Regions from separate parts of the Mus musculus genome. Here region 1 is linked to region 2. The links are chromatin contacts, called in public promoter capture Hi-C maps. All regions are on one chromosome and are shown on one strand. The core of a region is the stretch at or near the end of the contact, and the rest is flanking DNA. Distances in the headings are between cores, read along the strand shown.

The links. Promoter capture Hi-C pulls out the DNA fragments that hold promoters and counts their contacts.
Region 1: a contact with region 2 is called in a promoter capture Hi-C map of pre-B cells, with 3 times the contacts expected there. The contact joins two enhancer-like sites. A contact is called at or near these places in 2 of 39 promoter capture datasets (hippocampal neurons and pre-B cells) and 1 of 115 datasets of contacts at active chromatin or transcription factors (pancreatic cancer cells).

What each region holds. Positions count from the first base shown.
Region 1 is chr2:75,822,504-75,825,655 of GRCm38.p6, forward strand. The region is part of intron 1 of Gm34861 (a long non-coding RNA gene); the gene reads right to left. Among named protein-coding and RNA genes, the nearest start is that of Agps, 8.1 kb to the right of the region's middle. Within about 2 kb of position 1,443, at least 102 of the 459 cell types and tissues checked have an H3K27ac peak or open chromatin away from gene starts, as enhancers often do. A contact at or near this core is called in pre-B cells, where this site is marked.
Region 2 is chr2:73,855,294-73,858,466 of GRCm38.p6, forward strand. The region is part of intron 5 of Atf2 (activating transcription factor 2); the gene reads right to left. Among named protein-coding and RNA genes, the nearest start is that of Gm10822, 36 kb to the right of the region's middle. Within about 2 kb of position 1,913, at least 5 of the 459 cell types and tissues checked have an H3K27ac peak or open chromatin away from gene starts, as enhancers often do. A contact at or near this core is called in pre-B cells, where this site is marked.

The DNA.
Region 1 (3,152 bases), core at 193-2,692, 2.0 Mb after region 2:
CAGTTATTGACAATTCTCTCAGGATGCTCAGGCCCGAGTAATAATTTACACACACTTATACCTCCCTCCCCACAACACACCCATAGGCCTTGGCTGAAGAAACTTAATATGGTACTAGGCATCCCTCAAGGGCCCTAGACCTTTGCTGTAAATGCCTGTGAGATCCTAGAGGCCTGCAGGTGAGATGAGAATGGGAAAATGGTGTTCCTGCTGTGAGGTATTTAACTGCTGCAGCAGTCTTGGGTTTACAGTTTCTTCTAGCTTGCTGTCCAGCCTTGCGCCTACTAGTCATCCAGGCTGGGTGGCTTCTCCATGGAGGTCCGTGGTTCAAGTTTTAAAACGTGTATGTACTCACCAAAACGGAGCATTAGAGATAGTTTGGATCAAAATTTCTGTTATGTGAATTAAAATTTCCTCTTTGACACAGCATACATACAAATCGGAATATTTACTTTTTACCCAGCAGATTCAGCATTTCTATTGAAGAAAACCCGTGTGATGATAGGCCATGGCAATTGAATGCCTTAAAGCAGAGATAAAAATTTGGTATTCAACACTTTCAAACTCTCCAGTATTTGTATAAAAGATGCCAGACCAAGGATACTCAAGACCATACTCAGAATACTTTGTGGTACAACTTGTTGGCATCCCAACGCGCACTCTCATATTCTTGTCTGGCAGTCTGGCTCTCTATGGTCCCTTCTATGCTGGACTCTATTTGGGGACAGATGCAAATCAGGGTTTCCTGCCGTGGCTTCTCCTAGAGAGACTTTCTAGCCTTGGTCCTTGCTCTTCCCAGACACTGTCACTTGGCTCACTGTACTGATTCTTTGCTTCACTGACCTCAGTTGAAAAACAGAAAAGAAAATGATGAGTCTATCAGGAAGAAGAAGAAGAAGAGGAAGAGGAAGAGGAAGAGGAAGAGGAAGACGAAGAAGAAGAAGAAGAAGAAGAAGAAGAAGAAGAAGAAGAAGAAGAAGAAGAAGAAGAAGAAGAAGAAGAAGAAGAAGAAGAAGAAGAAAGCAACAGGTGTTAAAAATGAGGATAGAAATGAAGACCATGAAGAAACCAGCATGTATCTTTGGTTAAAACAAACAAACAAACAAACAAAACAACAAATGTAGAATGTCAATATTTTTTAAAATACATTTCGAAAGCAGATGCTTGCTCTGCTCTGACTCTGGGGATCAGACTCTGAGGCCGAGTGCGGATACTGCCCAGGTCACTTCCAACGAGGATTTAAACAGCGTTCACATCTGAGCTTGGAAGGGTGTGGTTGTTTGTGGCTGGAGTAGTTACACTGAAGGGAAAACTTCTTAGACTTTGTGAGGGTAAATGTAAGAGGGACCCGAGGGGCATGTGTACCCCAGTACATGTGTACCCCAGTATGCTCACAGAAGCTTTCTTACAGCACAGCCGGAGTCTGTGGAGAGCAAAGTCAGCTTCCGTTTTAGGAAGGAAAAGGCAGGAAGTGGTGAGTAAGCAGGTGGCCAGTTTGTTAGAACTAAGAAGGCTGATTACTTCCCTCTGCAAATTCTCCCGAATATAGACTAAGAATTTCTCAGAGTCTGTAGGCTTAAAGCATGGAACATCTCTGTGGGATCTCGGGCATTACAGGTTCCTGGAGAGCAATGACTTGTTACAGCTTGGCTCTCTGTGTTAGTGCTGTCCTAGCTCACAAGGAACTGCCTCACCTCTTTGAAAGGAGGTTTTTAATCAATAGGAAAAACAATTTCCACTGGCATTAGGAGCACATCGACCCGTCTTTGAGAATATCACTTGTCCCTGGTACTTGAATGTTGTTGGCCACAACACACTTCAGAAGAAGAGAGTCCAGCGACCCGGAAGGATGAAGGTCAAATGCTGGGATCTGTGAATAAGGGACTAGCGAGACATGCTGTCTATAGCAGTAGAAACTACTTTAGTAGTAACTGATCTCTTTAACTAGTTACCACGGATCTAAATGCAGCAGTAAAAAGAACTTTATGAGTCTATAAAGTGGGAGAGAGTCTGATCATACAAGCAAACAAATCCTACTTTATCACAAAAGTCACACTGAGTTCAGCTGCCCCACAATAATGTTTCTGGTTATCCATGGACTGGGTCTCAAAATTTGTAGGAATAAGTTTCAAAATTTGATTATGTGAAATTGAAAAATCCTCCATGTATCAATCAAAATATATTATGCCATTATGCCTTAAATATTTTTGACAACTTTGTTTTATTAATAGTGTATATATTTTTTTTCCCTTTTTTTTTTTTTAATGGCAAAAAGAACACACAAAATTTGTTGCATGTCCGAGGCAGGGGAGAATTAGACTCTTACATAGTATTTCTTGTGACAATATCATTAATTGCTTTTGGAATGCATTTTGTCTAGACTTTCTCAGTGAGTGCTTCACAGACAACTAAGTAAATATTTAGGGCTGTAGCCCTCAAGATGAGGTGTAGAAGCCCCCGTGAATTCTAGAAATCGTTTGAGGGGGTCAGCTGAGGCACTAGCCTTTTTAACTCTCATTCTCTCATGAGTGCAAAGGGAAGTTTCCCAGAGGACACAGGTCATGGGAGACCTCCTCAGAGAATTCAGAAGCAGACTTGGGAAGCTCATTAATCTTAGCTGTCCATTAAGTCAGTACTGGTAAGACTTATAGAAACACAAAAGGAAGGGACGTTCTTCTCAAGCTTTTATTCTGGAAAATAGACCTTATTTTATTTTCATGCTTCTTAGAGTATGTGTAAAGAAAAAGAAATATTCTGAATTCTTTTCAGTTTTAATTTCTTTCTTTTTAAAATTTTTTTCAAATTTATTTATTTAATGGATGAGTGCTCTGTTTCATATATATCTGCCTGCCTGAAGATGGAATCATATCCCCCTAGAGATGGTTGTGAGCCACCACGTGGTTGCTGGGAATTGAACTCATGACCTCTGGAAGAGCGGCCAGTGCTTTTAACCACTGAGTCATCTCACCAGCCCCAGTTTTAATTTCTTATATGGTATACAGAAAGGTACTTAGGAAGAAACAGCCTTCAGTAGAAAACTTGAGGTTTGTGCTGGTTAGGTTTTTTTGTTGTTGAGTTTTTATTTTTATTTTATTTTTATATTTTATTTTATTTTATTTTATTTTATTTTATTTTATTTTATTTTATTTTTG
Region 2 (3,173 bases), core at 663-3,162:
CCTCACAAGTGCTGGGATTAAAGGCATGCGCCATCACTGCCCGGCCCAACTTCATATTTTAAAAAAGATTTTATTTTTATTTATGCTCATGTGTGTGTCTATGGATGCTTAGAAAATCAAGAATACTGGAGTCCACAAAGTTGTGAGTCACTCGACGTGTGTGCTGGGAACCAAACTCCAGTCTTCTGGTAGAGCACAATCCCTCTTAACTACTTGAGCCCTCTCTCTGGCCCTCCAGCTTCAAGTTAAAAGACCTCCCATCAGTGTCCATGGTACTCTGAAGGCTCCTTATTGAGCCTATTGACTATTATCTTCATGTCTACCCTCCCAAGTAAGCTGAACACCCATGACCTTCAAATCTGCTGTAAGCATTACATAAAGACTAATGGGGGAAAAAATGAACTCCTTAAATTAACAATTGATTCTTAAAATCTGTAAAAGGCAAAAGAAAATCATGCTTTACTTTATTTACAGACACCAATAGAAAGTAAACCACTATTTTATGAGAATAACAAGTACTTCTTCAGAGCCTGTTTGTATCTTCATAATGAGGAACTGTCAGTGCTTCTGCCCCTTGGTTTACTCCATCATTATCTACTCACCTGTGGACACTGAGGACAATCTAACTTTTCCCCACTCGGGCTATCTTCCTATTACTTTCTCCTTTCAAAAGTCTCCCCAAATCTGGTGAAATTAGCAGTGGTGTTTTGACAAGCACCCTTAGAAACAAAGCTCTCAAGTCAATGAACACATTGCAAAGCTTATTCACACTGTTGCTCTTTATCCTTATAGTAAAATTACATTCCATATTAAATGGATCTTCATGTAAGATTCATTTTAGGTTCTAGAAAACCTCCCAAAGTAACTTTTGTATAGAATGCAATCATTAAAGCATTTGATTATAAACGATCTTGCTATAAGTGGTACTCTTAAAAGACTCTGAGTTGTCAAAATTAAAAGGCAAAAACTCGGGAAATTTCACCAAAATGTTTATTCAATTAGTGCTCTCTTTTTGGATTAGTTTGGCCACAAATGCTAAGGAGCAATAAGAGCTGGAAGCATAGTCTAGTGGTAAAATGCTATGTAGAAGGCCTCAGGTTTGATGTTTGGCAGCAGCAACAATAAACAAAAACAAAAAACCCCTATCTGCTGTATAATGTGAAAATGAAAGTAAACTGTCTTCAGAGAAAAGGAGTGACTAGCTAAAAATATAAGGGTTATATATTTATAAACTCTCATGCAATATCCAAAGATCAAATTAACCATTAGTTACAAAGATAGCAACATTTTTTTTTAAATGTGAAGGACACAGGTCAATCTGACCTTGAGAAATTATCTGAGAAAATTTGAATTAACAAGAAACTTTGCCTTTTCTACTCTAATCCTCTAAGTTTCTACTGACTAGTTAAAATGAGAAAAATGTTATGATGTACGTATATATGTATACATATATATATGAATTGTTTCCTAGATAAACTAAAAAGGATTTGTTTAAAAAAATAAACTCTGCAGACTAATTATAATCATACTACTGGCAGTATTAACATATTTAATTAACACAATTTCTTCGAGACAAAGCCCAATTTGAATGCACAATGCAACAGGTATGCACAAAATTCAAGCATTTCTGTCAACAAAAACAAGAGCCTGAGCATTTATCTCAATCAACAATGTTGGAAGAAAATGAAGAAAAGTTTTTTGGACAGGATCTTATAAGGTAGAAAAGGGTAATGGGCAGACAGTAAACATGCAGAGTCCACAGTAAATTAATATAAATTATAGTAGGTAAGAAATCTGTTTCCAAGGTTTGGCCATATTTTTCAGATTTTGTTAATACTGGGGTGGGGTGGAGTGTTAACGCACGACAGAGTACCTACGTGGGAGGAGTAGAGGACTACTCTGTGGTGTTGGTTCCTGTATGTACAAAGGGGCTCTGGGGACTGAACTCAGGTTACCAGGCCTGTCTGACATGCTTGCTTTAAATGCTAAGTCAGTTCTTACAGAGCTTCCTACGAATCAGCCATCTATGATTTTACAGTTATTTCCAACATATATTATTACTACTACTATTTAATTTGAATGGGTTGAAATAAGTTTTCATGTAATCAGAGCTGTTTTCATGTAAACAGCTCCTTTTGCTACTTTTTGCTTAGCTGAAGAAGAACTCTATTCAATAGCAGAAACTATTAACTCACATACACTCCACTAAGACTTGGGCTAAGTAGATATTGTATTCCCTCTCCCCTCTGAATCAGCTTATGATATATGATAATTTACCACAAAGTAGAGTCAGTTAAAGTGACACACAAAGATATAGCCAACAAGAAAGAGTATGTAAATGAATCTTTTACTATGTATCTAATTTTGTATCTTTTATTCAATTCAATACCACTGTATTCCTCTAAAAACAATGAAGTTAATAGGAATCTCTACAATGTCTAAAAGTTACCTAGGCATTTACATGAGCACCATAGTAAGAATCTTCAAGTAAACTCTGTGCTAATTTTTATAGGCCATTCTTACGTGACACTATCAACAAAGGACATTTGAAAATGTGATAATCTACTGGAAAATTTAAATTAAGTAGAGCAAAATTTAGAGCATTCCATAGAGATGAAAAATATAATTTGCATTACATCACCGAATTGGTGTTTCTAAAATCAATGATCAATTATTGCAGAGTATTGTGATGCATATCTTTAATCCCAGCACTCAAGAGGGCAAAGGCAGATCTCTGTGAGTCTGAGGCCAGATCTACATAGTGAGTTCCAGGACAACCAGAGCTACATAGTGAGACCTATCTCAAACAACAACAACAACAACAACTAATAATAATAAGTACCTTCAACATCCTAAGAAATACTATTTAATATAAAGGGAGAATAGGTCACTGCTAATTTCAGCAAGATATAACTCATGAAGCTGACATTCACTGGGCTGTGTTGGGCAGTGATAGTATACAATATAAATATTAAGTACCTCACAAAATCATTGCCTGAAAAATGTAATACCCAAGACTGAAGTGTTTATAACAAAAATAGTTTATTATTAATGAGGACTAAACTATTAATTAAAGCAAAAACAGAGCGAGCTTCTATTTCATTTCTTTTTTTTTCTTTTAAGTGTGTATATCTGTGGAAGTTAAAAAACAACCTGCAGAGATCAGTTCTTTC